Linked DNA regions of Hordeum vulgare: region 1 is linked to region 2. Evidence: chromatin contacts called from public Hi-C data. All regions are on one chromosome and are shown on one strand. The core of a region is the stretch at or near the end of the contact, and the rest is flanking DNA. Distances in the headings are between cores, read along the strand shown. Region 1 holds the start of LOC123442946 (probably inactive leucine-rich repeat receptor-like protein kinase At5g48380). Region 2 holds the start of LOC123442937.

What was found. A called contact is a pair of places that touch in the nucleus more often than the background predicts.
Region 1: a contact with region 2 is called in a Hi-C map of seedling, with 4 times the contacts expected there. The contact joins the promoter of LOC123442946 here to the promoter of LOC123442937 in region 2. A contact is called at or near these places in 3 of 6 Hi-C or Micro-C datasets (leaf and seedling) and 1 of 1 datasets of contacts at active chromatin or transcription factors (embryo).

What each region holds. Positions count from the first base shown.
Region 1 is chr1H:432,694,479-432,697,178 of MorexV3_pseudomolecules_assembly, reverse strand. LOC123442946 (probably inactive leucine-rich repeat receptor-like protein kinase At5g48380) reads right to left here and starts at 1,406. Exons shown (of 3, transcript XM_045119143.1): 1 at 1,267-1,406; 2 at 1-341. The coding sequence starts at 277.
Region 2 is chr1H:432,562,078-432,564,777 of MorexV3_pseudomolecules_assembly, reverse strand. It overlaps LOC123442937, which reads right to left and starts at 1,259. Exons shown (of 3, transcript XM_045119131.1): 1 at 913-1,259; 2 at 743-802. The coding sequence starts at 1,179.

The sequences.
Region 1 (2,700 bases), core at 157-2,656, 130 kb before region 2:
GAAGACCACGAGGAAATGGACCCTGGAGACCAAGGTTACCTAGGCGCAAAGAAAGAACCCGGTCCTCATCCGGGTGCCAACATTCCACACCGGTAAATCGGCATATGAAACCAACAGTAACGTTCTCAAAATTCCATGAGGATTTGAGTACACCGTTGGGGTCATTCACTGACTGCTGAACAGATTTCAAGCATTGGATATCAGCTTCAGAGGCAAAACAAGTGAAGACCAACAACAGTATAAGAATAACCCTCAGAGGAGCATAATGATTTGCCATTGAGCACTTGCACCAAACTTCACCTCTCCTCCGTGACAACACCACTTGCAGGTTCAAGCTTCACCTACACGTAAACGCAGTCGAATTTATAAAATTAGAGACACACATACCAGTTGGTGATAGCAACCATATTCTAGAACGAAAAGATTGATTTGATTGCAGTGCTGAAAAGCATAACACAAAGACGACATCAGTGGGGAACTGATCCCCACTACGGCCATAGCAAATAACATATGGTGCGAAGATTCTGCTAAGATTAGCACCAAATAATAGGTGCAATGGGTCGCATGGTAATTATCCATCACCCCTAACAATAACAGTAAGAACTCGCAACCTTGTTCTTCCATTATTGTCTATAAGCATAAGTGGAAACTTGCAACCGGGGGCAGTTCCTGGCTTCTGAGCCATCAATCGAGACCACAGTTATTATTTACAGAAACAACCAACGGGCTTCCTCTTATTAAATATCTGGATTTCTCACAAGAGAAGCGAACGGCTCGAACTGCCAAAAGGCGCACTTTCCAGAAAGAAGAAAATCTAAGGGAAGGGGCAGCAAAAAAAAAATAAAAAAAATCTCCAAAAGGAATGGCGCCGCACCATCCATATGTCGCATATGTGCATGCTATTTTTCTACCTGATTTCCCTCCCAGGGGCCGTCCCTCTTTGATCCTTTTTAACTAAAAAAGAAGAAAGAAGAAGCACTGGACAAACCCATTGCTGCTGCTGCTGCTTCCCCAGCAACAAACCCGCACCAATCAGGCCAAGAAAGAGGCAAGCGATTTCTTGCCCGGAGTTTCTAGCCGGAATACGAACTCCCTGGCGACTGCAGGAGCCCCCCCCCCCCCCCCCCAAGAACCCGCATACACGGAGGCACCAACCAACCGAGAGCTCGCGCGCTCCCAAGATCATTCGCACCACAACAAAGCATGGAAAGAAGGGCCGGAAAATCTAGAAAAATATGAGAGAAGAGGCGAGGTAGAATCGGTCACCTGAAGCTCGCCGTCCTCGCATAGGTGGGAACCGGGAGGACCCAGGGAGAGGGAGTAGGGGCAGGAGGTGGGGGAGAAGAGCTGTGGGTAGGGGGAGGAAGAGGAGGAGGGAGGGAGGACCGGAGAGGAGAGGAGCCGCCCGTCAAAGAAAGGAAAAGAAAGTGGAGGCGAGAGAGTTTTTCTAAGCGTGTGGGTGCCCAGCCGGAGGGGCGGGTGGGCCCGGCGAGGGCGAGAGGGGCGCGCAGTATGGAGACTGGGGGACGCGGAGATCCACGGACTTTTCTGGTCAACTGCCTCAGTCAACCCGTCTGCTCTCTCTTGATGATGGGTGGCCGGCCGGACGAATGGCTACGGCGCCACCGTGTCACTCACCTCGGAATGGAGGAGGTGGGTATCGGGTCCCTCCTTTCTCCGTCGTGACCACTGACCACGGAAGACTAGCCCAAAGGGCGTTCGGGTTTCCGGGTTACCGCGGCCACGACAGGGACTGCTAATATTTGGAGTATGTCGCACGGCTGGCAAAGTTTGTTTAGCCCAAAAGGTCTTTCGCCCCATTTTATACGGGAAAAGATTTCCGTCAGCAGAATGAAAACAAAAAATGTCATCTCTTCTGTTTGCTCTGCGACACCGCTTCCCCATCCCTCTCTCCATCTTATCTTTTCCAACAGTTTCTGCAACCCGTTCATTGTTTTGGAAATTTGTTTCCGCAAACACGGCCACTGTTGCAGAAATAGAAAGGAAAAAAATTCTGTAACAAAGCGATTGTTTCTGAAACTCGACCTTTGTTTCAGGAATTAATAGGTTGAAAATTTATTTTTTGCAACAAAGCGATTGTTTCTGCAACACGGCCACTCTTGCAGAAAGAGGAAGGAAAAAAATTATGTAACAAAGCGATTGTTTCTGAAACTCGACCTTTGTTTCAGAAATTAACAGGTTGAAAATTTATTTTTTGCAACAAAGCGATTGTTTTTGCAACACGGCCACTCTTGCAGAAAGAGGAAGGAAAAAATTATGTAACAAAGCGATTGTTTCTGAAACTCGACCTTTGTTTCAGGAATTAATGGATTGAAAATTTATTTTTTTGCAACAAAGCGATTATTTCTGCAACACGGCCACTATTGCAGAAAGAGGAAGGAATTTTTTTTTTGCAACAAAGCGATTGTCTCAGAAATTATCGGGTGCCCAGGCGAAACGCGCGCAAAGAAAAAAACTGCAACAAAACGATTGTTTCAAAAACTCGAGCGTTGTCTCAGGAATTACCGGGTGCCCAGCCGAAGCGCGCACGAAGAAAAAAAACTACAACAAAGCGATTGTTTCAGAAACTCGAGCGTCGTTTCAAGAATTACCGAATGCCCGGCCGAAGTCCCGCGTGCGGATCTGCTGGATGAAGATAATCAAACGGCTGTGAAAGTGACGGATCATTGGAAATAATCC
Region 2 (2,700 bases), core at 10-2,509:
CCCGCGACAGCGTCTTTGTTTGTTAAGGCCCTGTTTGGAACCACCTAGATTATATAATCCAGTTTTTATAATCTATTATGTTTCCAAACAGGACAACTTATAGTGTAGATTATAAAAACTAGATGGATAGATTATTAAAAACTCATAATCTACTCTATACCAGCTAAAATCAGATTATGGATTGCTAATGACCCATTACCCTTGTAAAGTAGGAGATAATTACATTCCTACCACCGCCACCCTCCTCTTTTTTAAAATAAAACAGAGGGCAGACAGGTCATTATGCAATGTAAAGCCTGGATTACAGTTTATATAATCTGGCCTCCAAACATGTTCACCTAGATTATTTTTATAAACCAGATTATATAATTTATCTTCATAATCCAGATTATCATAATCTATTATGGTTCCAAACAGGGCCAAGTGTTGCCATCACAAATCACTTTATAAGTAATGGATATAAAAATCTATACCGCTGCTTTCATCTCCCATGATCATATATCCATGGTTAAACAGCTACTATCTGACAATAACGCCCCCTCAGCTAGCAAGGCAGTCTACTCTTGTGCTTGCAGATACGTAGTACAGTTATCAGAATCTAATGTGTTTACGAAATTGGGATTATCTGCAGATAGATGTACTCCACGCAAAAGAAATGCATGCATGCACGTGCACACTGAAAATACTAGGAGCAACTGATAATGAAAGAAAATACAGTAGGAGCGGAGGGGGCCAAATTTACCACAACACTTCCGATGCCTTCTTCGACGAGCACCTCCAGGTCACTGACGCCATCCATCCCCTACAACAGTACGCATACACACACGTTTATCTCAACCGATGGTTGATTTACCGGCTGGTGTCCATCCATCGTCCATCCCAATCGACAAAGAAACCAATCAGTAAATGCACCTCGAGAGCCTGGGTGATCTTGGGAATGGCCCTCTCCTCCATGGTGCCCTCCGCCTTGAAGTAGAGGATGAGGGACTCGGTGGTGTAGGCGGGGGCCTCGGCCGCCTCCGCGGTGGCCGCGCGGACCACCTCCAGGCGGCCGCTTCGTCTCGGCGCGGCTCCGGTGGCGACGCGGGGGAGCTGCAGGGAGGCGCGGCGAGGGAGTAGAGGTGCCGCGGACGCGGAGCGGAGGAGGAGGTGGGTGGAGGCCGGCGACGACATCGTCATCTCTTCTTTCCTTCAACGGCTCTTCCTCCTCTTATCCTCGAGAAATGCTTCACTCCTCGAGCTTATCATTTGCTGGGATCTCGCTCGCTCGCTCGACTCGACTCGACTGCATCGGCGCGTCTGTTGAGGCCTTGAGCGCGCGTCTGTACCTCAAGCGAGGCCGGCCCAATAGGATCGCGTGGGTTCGCTACGCGTTGTTTCGTTCCTTTTTTTTATCTCATTTTTTCACTTTTCTTTATATATTTCAAATATTTTCAATAGATAATAAAAAATAAAATTGTTTAAAATACTGAAGTATTTCGTCATGCATCTCAAACTGTTCATGAAATGTAAAAAAAAATATGCATTAAAATAATGTGAAATCTAAAAAATGTCCATGCGTTTCAAAATTTTGTTTGAGAAATTTCAATGAAATTATACAATGTAAATAAAGGTATGCGTGGTTTAATAAAAATGTTCGTACCATTCAAAAAAATTTCACAAATTTAAAAATTTGTTCGTGGTATTTAAACAAATATTTACACAGTGTAAAAAATATTTGGGTAACAGAAAAACCCGTACCATGCAAAAAAAATCTTTGTGGCATTTAAGAAAATCACAAATGTTTTGCACATTTAAAGAATGTTCATGGCATTTGTGAATAATGTTCATTGCGTCTATTTTTTCATCGTGTATAAGAAAATGTTAGCATTTAAAAGAAAATTTTCAATGTGTACATGAAAATACTCAACGTTTATAAGAGGAATGTACATCATGTATACAAAAAATATTCAACGTGCTTTTGGAAAAAGTCTACATGTACTTTAGAAATGAAGGAAAATAAAAGGAAAGGAAATAGTCAACACAGAAACACACACACAAAAAAAGCATGAAAGCTTTTAAAACCGGTCTGAACCGATCCATATAAGCTTCCTAAAATCATTGCCATGAAAATCACAAGAACTCACGTGGGTCAGCCAACTCGCGCCAAGGGCGGGATTAACTAACGCCTCGCAAAGAGCGAGATATAACTCTCGTGTTGTTTGGTACGTAGGGTTTGGGAGCGGGGATGCAACTTAGTCGAACCGAAAGCAGGTTGTGGCCCACCAAGCCTTAGGCCAAATCATTGAAAGAAGGAGAAACTCGCATCCGAAGGTAAAACTATGTGTTTTTCTTCAATCTGCCCCATTCTATAATATTTTGGTAGCTCCACCATTACTTGGGAGGGCTTTCACGAGTTTTTCTATGCTGAACTAAAAAAACGCAAGAAATCCGAGCGCGGCGTGTGGACACATTGTTTGATAGGGTTAGCCTCGTTCGATCATTTGAATTCCCTCTAATCTTATGGGGACCCCAAGAATGGAGGTGGATCGGGCGGCTTCGCCCTTCCTTCGGCCGAGGTAGATCACACACGTTGAGGCGCGCTGCTGCCACGTAAAAGTGCATTTAGTCTCTAATGGTATTTTGGTGTGATGGCACTGTGGTAAGTGAGACTAATGATAATTACTAAGTTTATCCCACTTCATTGGTCTCTCCACCTCC